Regions from separate parts of the Neogale vison genome. Here region 1 is linked to region 2. Evidence: chromatin contacts called from public Hi-C data. All regions are on one chromosome and are shown on one strand. The core of a region is the stretch at or near the end of the contact, and the rest is flanking DNA. Distances in the headings are between cores, read along the strand shown. Region 1 holds the start of NDE1 (nuclear distribution protein nudE homolog 1). Region 2 holds the start of PDXDC1 (pyridoxal-dependent decarboxylase domain-containing protein 1).

The links. Hi-C and Micro-C count contacts between places; a contact is called where the count stands out from the background.
Region 1: a contact with region 2 is called in a Hi-C map of fibroblasts, with 2.6 times the contacts expected there. The contact joins the promoter of NDE1 here to the promoter of PDXDC1 in region 2. A contact is called at or near these places in 2 of 3 Hi-C or Micro-C datasets (fibroblasts and muscle).

Annotation. Positions count from the first base shown.
Region 1 is chr14:27,740,335-27,746,121 of ASM_NN_V1, reverse strand. It overlaps NDE1 (nuclear distribution protein nudE homolog 1), which reads right to left and starts at 2,644. Exons shown (of 9, transcript XM_044233109.1): 1 at 2,575-2,644.
Region 2 is chr14:27,522,159-27,528,647 of ASM_NN_V1, reverse strand. It overlaps PDXDC1 (pyridoxal-dependent decarboxylase domain-containing protein 1), which reads left to right and starts at 3,296. Exons shown (of 23, transcript XM_044233618.1): 1 at 3,296-3,477. The coding sequence starts at 3,457.

The DNA of each region.
Region 1 (5,787 bases), core at 1,395-3,894, 220 kb before region 2:
GTCCTTCCCAATCAAAACAAAGGGAGGGGACTGAAAGACGGGGGCCAAGTGTCTGCACGTGCTTCAACAGCTCCTAAGTTATGACGCAGGCTCCACATTTTGCAGAAGTGCCATCACAGGGGCAAAACCAGTCAAGAGTCAGCAAGTCTGGCTTCTGTCTCTGTGCTTTCAAAGGCTATAATGATCTTCCTCCAAAAATACTTAGATAGGCATGCAAGGACATATACTCAAGGCTGTATGCCATCATTCACTGATGTGGAAAACTGGAGAAAACAACTGTCAACAGAGGGCTGATTTGGAAAATTACGCAGTTGTTAAGAAGTAAATGAACTAATATGAAAGAAAGTTCATGATACGTTAGAAAAGAGTGCCAATTTTGTGTATAAAGGGATCTCTTGGGTGCCTGGGGGGCTCAGTCAGTTAAGCATCTGCCCTGGCTCAGGTCATGATCCCAGGATACTGGGATGCAGGGAGTCTGCTTCTCCCTCTTCCCTTCCCCCTACTAGTTCTCTCAATCTCTCTCTCGCTCTCTCAAATAAGTAAAAATCTTTAAAAATAAATAAAGGTATCTTGCGCTCTCTGCATGCATGAATCTAAAAGGTTCTGGAAGCATGTACCAAATGGGGGTAAAGCAGACACTGAGATAAGAACCTATACGGGGAACACTGCTATATCCATTGATTTTTACAGTAAGCGTATGCTGCCTTTGAAAATTTAAAAAGCTTAAACTCAGATCAAAATATAGAATGAAAATAGGAGGGCTATTGTTCCAAGATGATTTTATTCTACTGAATCAGGATGCCAGGAAAAGGGGCGCCTGGGTGGCTCTGTTGGATAGGCGTCTGCCTTTGGCTCAGGTCATGATTCTTGGGTCCTGGGATGGAGCCCTGCATTGGCACCCTGCTCTAGAGGTAGGGGGGCTGCTTCTCCCTCTCCCTCTGCCTGCCACTCCCCTTGCTTGTGCTGTGTCAAATAAATAAAATCTTAAAAAGAAAAAAAAAAAAAAAAAAGGTGCCAGGGAAAGAAGTTTTCCTTCTGCGATTTCCCTCTCCTCTGTCCCTTCTCGAACATTTCCAAATACCTACTAAGTGCTAAAGCACTACTGGGAGAGGCAGACAGAAAGCACCTATATCAATACCAGGTGCATAAAGTCTGAGCTGCTGACACCAACCTTCTGTACGCAGGCCAACTCACTTTAGGAAATTAGCTGGTTAAGGAAAGGGAGTGTAATCTCTCTGGGTTCACACGTTCTAAGGCAAAAGAACACACTTTGGAAACAAAAATAACATCTAAACAGAATAAGCCAAGTTAAGAAACGATTATCCAAAATGAGAGGATAGATAAAATATGCCAATGGGACACCCCTGAGATTTCCGGGATCTAATCCCACACAAAGGACACAATAAGGGGAAAGAGTTAAGTTTCAAACCTGGTTAAAGACCAGTGTGGCGGTGGGGTCATGTAAGTGGCTCTGGGAGTCAGTCACTGGGATCCAATTGCTCTTCAAAGCACCCTATCTGGGTCCTAAAATGCCATCCTATCCAAGAATACAGAAACAAAACCAGCATAGAAAATGACAAATCTCTGCCCAGTGCACCCTGTAAAGGCCATTTCTTTAGAAAGGAAGTTAAAAAGGACCTGGAGGCTAAAAGTAGAAAGAGGCACAACCTGGTATAAAGCCTTGACAAAGAAATCAGGGGAGCTCAGACCCTCAGGAGGCAGAGAACCTGAGATGACTGGAGAAGATAAGGCAGCTTCCCAAAAAGCGGTGTCAAGGTGATAGCGGGATTTCCCACGACCTCAGGGAGGCAAGGAAGCCCCACCACGGCATTCAAACTGTAGAATAAGCATTTTCATCCTTTATCCAATCCTTCCCCAAAGTGCTGTCACGGGAAATCTGAACCTTCCTACCGCAGAGATCTGAGAAAAGCAGAGGGAAAGAGTTCCAAACACGATCCCGAAAGCAGGGAGATGCCAAGCTGCGGGGCGGGGGGGTTGGAAAGAGGCCTGAACTAGAGGGTGTAGTGCGTGGCGGGACGGGGGTGTGTGTGGGGGGGGCGATACGAGGAATGAGGGAGGGTCTGGGGCAGCAGGAGGAAAAGGGGGTGGCAGGGGCTGAGAAGAGACCAAGAGAGTGAGGAGGGCAGCCTGGAGTGGGGGTGGGAGGGCTGGAGGGCAGAGGAGCCAGGCGGCGGGGGCTGGAGACGAGGAGGGCACGAAGGACCGAGGAAGTCATGGAGGGAGCGGAGGGCAGCTGGTCGGAGACCAGCCAGCGCTACAAGAGAAAGTTGGCAAAGGCGAGGAGCTGGGCGCGAGGACCCAAGAGTGGGAAGGCACAAAGTTAGGAAAGGAGCCTGCAGAAAGCGGGATTTCTGAGCCCCGCGCCCGGGACCCGCGGAGGACAGGCGGCGCGGGGAAGAGACGCGCGAGCGACGGGCGCGGCAGGGTCCCTGCAAGGCGGCTCCCGGCGGTCCCGAGGGCGTGGCGGGCGCCAGGGCGGGCAAAAGAGTTTCCCGGTGGTGGCGGCGGTCCCTGGACGGTCCCCGCTCCCGGTCACCGCAGCTCAGCACTTACCCCGGCTCGGTCCGCGAGGACGGGCGGCGGCAGCGGCGGACCGCACTGCCCGGGCCTCTGACCACCGCCCCCACCCCCGCGCCGGCGGCGGGCGCAGACTATTGGCTGCGGCGCCACGGGACCGCGTCCGCCTGGGCCAATCAGCGCCTAGCAGCGCCGTTTGGAAACTTTTTTCCCAGGGCCCGGGCGCCGCGTGGCCACGCGGCGGCACTGGGCAGGCCCAGGCCTGGGAGGCTCCCGCGGCTGGGCAGGGACCTGGACCGCCTTAGAGTGTGCAGGCGGTTCTCTGGGCGTCCGGGGACGGGCTTGGACGCGAGGGCCACGCTGGTCAAGAAAATACGACACCGTTTGCATTTTCCCCACATCAAGGGAAAGACAAAGATCCAGGTCCGCTTAGGCTAAGCGATGTTCCATGTTCTTTGCACCCAAAATAAAAATTTCGACATCATTATCTTTTTTCAAAGGCAGCGAACTTCGTGTGTAAGGGTCTGGTTTCGAGCCTGGCTTTGAATTCTAGCTGTACTCCTACTAGCCGGTTGATCTTGGGCGAGTGACTTAAACTCTCTGTGACTTAGTTTCCTCATCTATAAAATGGGGGGCCCTTGAAGGATTCTACCTTGAGGTTATGCAGAGACAAACTTGGAGTCTGTAAAACATTTAGGACAGTGCCTAGTAAAGTTAAATACAATCTGTGCAATTCTGGAGTGATTGTGATTTGTTCATTGGTTATGTGTCAGACATAAGGCCAACTTCTTGACATGGTTTTTTTATTATATATATATAATTTTCTTTTTTTTTTTTTCTTTTTAAGATTTATTTATTTGACAGAGAGAGGGGGAAGCAGGCTCCCAGCTAAGCAGAGAGCCCCAGAGATCCCAGGACCCTGGGATCATGACCTGAGCTGAAAGCAGAGGCTTTAACCCACTGAGCCACCCAGGCGCCCCTGAAAGGGTTTTCTAATTCTCACACAATCCCAACTGTTCACCAACAAATATTTGTTGAGCACTCAAGCTTGTAACACAACAAATGTCAGACAACATGCCAGTCCTCAAAAGTCTTATGCTACTAAGAAAGCAAGACACTAAATCAGCAAACAGAAAGAAAGAGTAAAATAATTTCAGATGCATGTAAGTAATAATGTCGGAATAAACAGGGTCGTTTGAGAGAAAAGGGCCAGGAGGTTCACTTCAGATGATCAGGGAAGGCTGCTAGATGGAAATGACAATGGAGCTGAGATCCAGATGATGAGAACCACAGAAAAGCAATTTTATTGTCCTCAATAAAGAGAGGAAACAAAGGTGCAAGAAATTAAATGTGTTGCCCAAGGAGTCCCAATTAGTAATAACAAACCAGGCTTCAAACCTGTGTCTGTTTGATGCCTACACCCTCATTCTCTAGCATTACTCTAGAGGCAAAGAGATTTTTAGCTATTCTGAGGTCCATGGCCATACTCTTAGAATCCTTCCTGCCTCCATGCCGTGGTTAAGAATGACCTTTCTCTAATTTGACTTTGACTCCTTGCTACTTCTTGCATTCAGAGATGCAAAAGGTAACCTCACTATCTGTATCAATAGCGTTAAGTACCAAAATGCCTTTCAGGAAACTTCCATCCTGCTCACAAACACTAAATATACACACCCTCCTCTCAAAACTTTTCCTCTGATGCTTTCTTTCATCTTCAGAATTTTTTTTACTCTCACCTCTCCGTGAGGTTTCTGGGCAGGGAGTAACCATCCCAGTTTACAGATAAACTGAAGAACGAATCCATGAGTTACCAGTTCTGCCTGAATGGCATTGATCAAGTCACTTAAACGAGCTCGTTTACAATTTCCTTCATTTTCCATGAAAACAACAGGGAGGACACTGAAATGATTATCATGAAAGTTCTCGGGAATAATTTAAGGAAATGGCTTTTATTGCGTAAAACCTTTACAAGAAAAGAAAATTTGGGAGCATGTTAAAACTTTTTCCTCCCTTTATTCAGTGTTTTCCTTGTAGCTTTTAGATATGAATTAGCAGAGAGCTCAGTTTCTCTTGCTTACGTCCCTCCATTGTAATTTATTATTTCAAAGCACTAAATTGGACACAGGCAGAAGAGAAGTTGCTGTGGGAGAAACTCCTTTAGTGACAGCTAGGTAATTTAGAAGGTGAACTGAATGTAAAATGGCCACTTAAACAGCACAAAAATAAAACTTCATCCCAGTTTTATAAATGTGAAGATTATCATTTAGACAGGGAAAAACTGAAAGTTACTCCTACTCTCTGATAAAAGAATTTGCCCATTAAATAAATAGGAATAAGTTGAACGGAGACAGTATTTAAGAAAATATCTCTTAAGAAAAATGTGAAAGCACTCTTTCAGAAGTACCAAATTGCATTTCACTTCATAATTGCTTCCAAGGGCTGGGGTAGTCTGCCTAAGCAGACTATTGGTTTTCTACAGAAAACACTAAAAACTGCATTCCATTAAAAATTGTAATTCAGGCTTTTCATTAACTTTCCATTTAGTAGAATTGATTTGACTTTATTTACAGCGTTTAACCTGTTGAGATCAGGCACAAAATGTGTCTGATCTGGATTATTTTGTGACCAAAACACCTTTTTAAAAAGGCAATGAAGAATCCACAATTACTTTGTTTCCTTTTTTATTTTTTATGTTACTTCGGTCTGTGGTCCTGCAATACTCAACTAGAATAAAAAGAAAAACTCTGAAGAGAAGCATATTCATTTGGTACTTTGGGAAAGAAAGAAAGAAAAAAAACAAGACTAGACACAGGGTTGTTTTTCATCTGTTCTAGTTCCCACTTGGAAAATAATACCCACACACAGACACAATGAAGATTTACTCAGCAGTAATAAATACCTAAGCAGACAGATGATGTGTGTGTTTCATCTGCCTTCTGGAAAATGAAAAGCAAGCACAAAGGGCACTTTAGCTACATGTTTGATCTTGCCCTCTGCAACAGGAGTCTACAGGGATGTGTCAGTTCCCCTGAAATTTCCCCCCACTTCCTGCAAATTGCCTAATGAAATTGCCTCACCCTGCAGACTTCAGGCAGAGACAAAACAAAATAAGACAAAACTCTTTTGACCATTTCTACTTATTCGTCTGCAAAATTAATCTGTTTCTCGGCAAATTTCAGGAGTGAACTTTGAGGTCGCATTCAGCTAGCACATCCTAAATATGTCTCGATTTAGGTAAGTTTCATTTTT
Region 2 (6,489 bases), core at 2,047-4,546:
GAGAGTGTGCGAGCTTGAGAGGGGAAGGGTCAAAGGGAGAAGCAGACTCCCTGCTCAGCAGGGAACCTGATGCAGGACTCAATCCTGGGACTCCAGGATCATGACCGGAGCCGATGGCTGTTGCTTAAACAACTGAGCCACACAGGCGCCCTACAAACCTGTTGATAAAGAGAACAACAGCTGTCTCTGAATAGGTCCCCAGAACTTCAGACCTGAACCTGATTACGCCTTAGATCCATCTCCTGATTTGCAGGAAATACAGAGATCGGAGGAAAATCCAGGCTAAGGAAAATTCTAGAATAGTAACCCTGATGTCTTCAACAAATCAAATGTAAAGGGAAGAAAAAAGATATAGGAAAACTTATGGATTAAAAGTGACTATAAATATCATATATGTATATGAATATATATGACATACATATGACATATATAAATATATAACAAAATATAAAGAGAGACTATGTTAAGAAACTATGTATAATATATAACAAAATATACAGAGAGACTATGTTAAGAAACTATGTATATATTTTTATGGATATATTTTTATAGTATTTATGGATGCACATTTGGGTGATAAAACTGCAAAGGAATTGTAAGGACATGATTGCTGTAAAGGTCAGAAAGTGGTTATTTTTTCTTGGGGTTGGGGGGAGCCAGATTTGTTTTGGGCAGGGGCTCCCAGAGGACTTATGGGGTGTCTGAGAAGTTTCCTCTCAGGGAGGGGATGGTGATTATAGAGTGTTAGTCAAGGACAATCCATTTCTTTTAAGCTGTTTCCTATATTTTAACAATAAAACCTGTTTTTGTTTTTGTTGTTTTTGTTTTGTTTTTTTAACTGTGTTCATGAACTTGACGAAGCTAAGGAAGCAAGGTCTCAGCGTTGCCACCTCAAGTTGCCTTTAGGAATTGCAGACTTCTGTCCAAAATTTCCAGGTAAGGTTTAAAGAATGATTGAAATCTATTTTTTACAGGTAATTTACTTAACTTTTTTTTAATTCATAAGAGAAATACTAATGGTAAAAATTCAGATAATGCAGAATAATATAAAATGGGATAGTGCCAATTTCTTTTCCTTCATCTCTAAACCCCCACTCCCATTCCATAGATTTCGCCTTCTATTTTGTAAATAAAAAATCTTTGTTACTTTATTTAGAAAGAATCTACTGTTTCCTTACTCTATAAAATGGAAAATTTATTGCCCTTTGCACCAGCTCTCCTATCCTCTCCACCTCTTGATTTTTGTTACTTAATTTTATTTCTTCGCAAAATAAAAGTGAACACTCTTCAGGTCTTTAAATATCACACTTAAGGGGCGCCTTGGTGGCTCAGTGGGTTGAGCCTCTGCCTTCGGCTCAGATTGTGACCTCAGGGTCCTGGGATTGAGCCCCACATTGGGCTCTCTGCTCAGCGGGGAGCCTGCTTCCCCCTCTCTCTCTGCCTGCCTCTGTCAAATACTTGTGAGTGTTCTCTGTCAAATAAAATAAATAAAGTCTTTTAAAAAAATCCCTTAAAACTTTCAAACTGTCCAAGGTGGCAGCCGACAAACATATTTGGGTGAATACTAGTGTATGTGCTGCCGAAGGCAGTACTATTTGGATAAATATTAAACCAGTTATTCCCATTTTTCATGGGGGGAATAATTTTCATGTTTTAAAGTTTACTTTCAGAATAGAAAATGTTAGTTTCATCTCTCTAGCTTCTGTTTTGTACAATCTACTTTGTATGGTAATGCAAAGACACTTGGAGGTGGCTTTAGAAATTAGGAAATTTTAATGATATCCACGATGAAATGTTCAGGGGTGAAATATCTTGATGTCTGCACTTTGAAGTGTATCAAAACAGAAGACATATTGATGAATAGATTAGATGCTTACAAAATCAAGCAAATACAGGGAAATGTTCATTGTAGAATCTAGAAAGTGGGCACGTGGCTGTTCACTGCACAATTCTTTTTTTTTTTTTCTAAACGTTTGACTGTTTTCTTTCCTTTTAAAAAATATTTTATTTATTTGTCAGAGAGCGAGCGGGGGAGCGACAATCAGAGGGAGAAGCAGGCTCCCTGCTGAGCGAGGAGCCAGAGGTGGGGCTCCATCCCAGTACCCTGGGATCATGACCCGAGCAGAAGGCAGATGCTTAACCGATAGAGCCACCCAAGGGTCCCTAAACATTTTCATAATAAATTGGAAAAAGTGATTTGTTTCGCTCTGAACCGGCACACAAGGCTTCTTTCGGTAGAAAACAATTTTATTAACATAACTGGGCAATTTACCAAACACAAGTTAGATAGCACAAAACATGTAATTACTACACTGAAAATGCGACCCCGTCATTTACGCCGATTTCAGAAGAGACGCGCACAGAAAAGGCGAGAAAGGGGATGGTTTTGTGGTTGTAACGTCATCGGTCTTTGGTGAAGTGCTTTAGTGGCTGCAAACGTGGTAGACAGGTCTGTTGCAGTCTTCCTCATTAAAGGAATAAGCAAATGCATGCCCTCTCGCATTCGTGAGAAACAGGCTTGTACGGCAAAAAGGGGAGCGATTATGGAGGCAGGATGCATACTGGACAGGCGCCGCAGTGAGGGTGCTTGGGTCTGGATCCCACCTTGACGGGCACTGGGAAATGGATAACGACCTCTCCATCACAGGGTCATTGCACTATAAAGTGGAACAGGAGCAGCGGACTATTATTATTTGTATTATTATTATCATCACCTGACAAGTCATAATTACGGCTCCACATAATGCAGGAAGCTGCACCAGGTGTCTCAAAGTCTTTCCCGTCTTGGATCCTTCGGGAGGATCTGAGACAAATACTCCGGATCGCACCAGCACCTTTTTTGAGCACGCGTCACTGGAGAACCTTACACCTGGAGCCCCGCAAACCCTAGCCCACGGCCGATCCTGCGCAGGCGCGGGGGCGCTCTCCAGCCCCGCCCTTCCGTGGTGCATGGCCTGTTCCATTCCTGAGGGATGTTGACAGTGGGGACAGCTTGGAAGCCTAGGCCCGGAAGTACAGGTGCGTCACTAGCATTTCCAGACTCTCAGAGAAGGAGTGATCACTGGCGGTTATGATATGTCTACCCCGAAGCCCGCGATGGGCTTCTGAGTGTTGGGAACGACTCCACAGTGCCTCCCCCCCTCACCTGGGAACGTTAGGGCTGGCCGGCGTGACGGCCAGGTACGGAAGCCCAGAGGGCCCCGCCCACCCTCGAGGGGGCCCGCCCACCCGAGGGGCCCGCCCCGCCTCCCCGCCTCCTCGCCTCCCCGCCTCCCCAAGCCCCGCAGATTTCCCACCCCGCGGCGACGCCAGGCAGCTCCTCCTCGTCTCCGCCCCGCCGGCCGCGGCCGCGGGGGACGTCAGCGCTGCCAGCGTGGATACCGCGGCGGGCCGCGGGAGGCGGAAGTAGCACTCGGCCCGCGGAGCCTCCATCGGCCTCCGCCGGCCGCCTCAGCCATGGACGCGTCCCTGGAGAAGGTCCGTACTCGGGCTGGGGGGAGGGGGTAGGTGGCGGCGTTGCGGCCCGGGGTCTCCTGGCTCCGGGGCGACTGTTTCCCCGTCGCGAGCTGCCATTGTGACCGGGGAGGGGCCCAGGGGCTAACTGGCCCTGCCTGAGGAGGCCTGGCCGCGAGGGCGTCCGGCTGGGCGCTCGCGGCTGAGGCCTGGTCACGTCATGGGGCCGGGAGCCCCTCGGGTCCCCGTGGCCCGAGAGAGGCCGGGCCGGTTCTGCCCCTAGCCCGGTGCGGGAGCCGCGGGGCCGACCTTGGGGCCTGCCCGAGCTCCGCTCCCCGTTTCGGGTGACAGCTAGCCATTTGCGGCCCCAGAAGAGCGTGGACAGAAGCTCCGGTGGTTTCGGAGCCAACTGCTAGCCTGTAGGTTTTCTGTGGTCTCCAAGTCAGGGGGGAAACGGTGTTGAAGCAGTGGGTTTCCAACTTCAGCATGACTAGGAATCCCCTGGGGCCGTTGGTAAACAGCCAGATTTTCGGCCGTGGGGTCGGACCCTCAGTGGGGGCGGACCGGGGATCTGCCTGTTTAACAAGTTCCCGCACGTGATTCTGACGCTGCAATTGTGAACACCTGTGAAGAGCCCACCCCTCCCCTGGCCCCGAGGTCAAGAAGGGGTGGGTCTTCTGTAGGTGGTGAGTTGCGTTTTGGGGGTTACTGCTGTTCCCCCTTTCTGGTGGGGGAGTGGGTGGGAATCCGAAGTGTCCAGATAGCCTAGCTTTCCTCTGGTTTGCCCTGGGGGAGCAGCCGCGGGATGTACCTGGCTCACTGCTCTGGCAAGGGGGATGGATTCTAATTGTCCCTGATTTAGGGCTGGTAGATGAGAACCAGCGCTTGGATACCTGTCTTCCCTCCACGTTCTTCGTCTTCGAGCTTGTGAGTCTGCTCGTGCAGACCTTGTTCTTTTGTGCATGCAGAGTTCGGGAGCAGTGCTGCCTTATTTTGGTTTTGAACTGGCAGAAATGTCACACTTTGTCATGGTGTCCCCCCCCCCCCCCCGGCCAAGTGTGGCATCTGCTGTAGATTGGGTCTCTTGTCACTGGAAAGTTGAAGGGAGTAATTGTACCAGTTCAGCCGGATGTATAGCTTACACCTCATAAATTGCGTGGAAGGTTTCTTATAAATTGGGTGGAAGACAGTCAAGAAAAGAAAAAGATTATGTTTTTAACCTTATGTGTTTTGCTGGCTAGGAATAAAGTCTTTCCAGGCTTTTGATTAGTACACAGTGTCTACCTTGTGGTACCTTTTTTTTTTAATTTATTTGCCAGAGAGCAAGCACAAGCAAGGGCAGCCGCAGGCAGAGGGAGAGGGAGAAGCAGATTCTCCTCAAAGCCAAAGGCAGATGCTTAGCATCTAAGCCACCCAGGCATCCCTACCTTGTGGTACTTTTGAGTTACAGGCTAGGTCAGTGATTCTCAACCACCATTGCAGTTTTGTTCCCTAGGGGACATTTGGCAGCTTGTTTGGAAACATTTTGGTTGTCACAGCTTGGGGGGCGGGTGGGGGGGCTGGAGGTGCTGCTGGCATCTAGTGGTTAGAGGCTAAGGATGCTGCTGAGCATTCCACCTTGCATAGGACAGCCTCAGCACCAGAGAATATGTGCTTAAAATGTTAGTCATGCTGAGGCTGAGAACCCCTGGTCTAGGTACCTGTGTTAGGCCAGTAGCTGAATATAAAATGATACTAAAATTGCCTCTTCTGTGTTGTTTCCTGTCCAGTTTCATAAGACAGGATGGGCGTTGTGTCTTTTCAGTTAGAAACCTAAAGAACTGGCGTGACCTTTCCTCCAAGAACAGTTTCTTACAGGCAAATCTGCAAAAACAGTGGGTTGGAATCCCACTTTAAATACTACTTTTCTGGCGTTTAATTATTCGATTATACTGGTTTCTCTCTATAAATGTTAATTGATGCCAAAGGATCATAAACTCCAAATGAGGATCTGAAGTGCGATGAAATTCCAGAGTGCCTACGGCTGGAGCATTCACAAAAATGGCAGTGATCTCTGAGGAATTCAGAATGTGTGGGCTGGAAGTTTCTGCCTTAGGCCAGTGTGGAAATTCTGAATGCAACTGTTTGAGGACTAAGACTGTGTCTTATTTTTATATTCCCTGTTCACATCTAATGAGCGATTTTGGTTGGTGCTAAGTGGGCAGAAAAGAAAAAGAATTGCTATGTGAACATTGAGGGTTTCATGTTCTGAAAAACAGTTTGAATCAAAGTAAAAACATTGAGTTGTGTCTGCTATTCCTGTCTCTTTGAGGGATAGGCTGTTCTGCTAAATTGTACATTGCTAATATAAAACTATTGAGCAGTCCTGAATGATCCCATTTAAACGGATCCTTGCATAATTTACACTGGCTACAGAACCCACAATGTTACTTGATTCCCATCCTCTAATTTCAAGTAATAGCTCTCTCTGAATGTAGTAGTCCGTCCTCATCTAGTACAGTCAGTCAGTACATTTCCTTTGGTCCAAATATAATTCTGTACGCTTGCCTTTGCTTTAGGTAATATGTAGATGTGAGACCTGCCATGACAGAGCCGTTTTCTTGTCCTGACCGCTCTTCTTTCCCAGTACTCTCTGCTGTATCTGAAATTAGTGAGGTCTCAAGAAACCAAGATAGGTCAATTGAAGGGGCAAGGCATTCAGACTGGAAGAGTAGGTTTAGGGGCCTCAGCCCCCCAGTACTCTGTGTCCAACTCATTAAGGGGCAAGGCTCTGTCGCATAGTCTCACAGTGTTTACTTAGGTTAATAATCAAGTTTAAAAAAATGCCACAGGAAATAACAATTCTGATGCTTTAGATCTTAAGTTAACACACCTGCATACACTTTTCAGTAAAGACCTGCTCCTTTAAACTTGTACAACAGCCCAGACCTTTTCCTGTTCCTTAAAAAAGCTCGTTCTTCCTGGGTATTATGTTTGGACAAAGCATATTGCAATTTATTTGCATTTACTTTAATTCCAGCCTGAGTAAACTTTAAA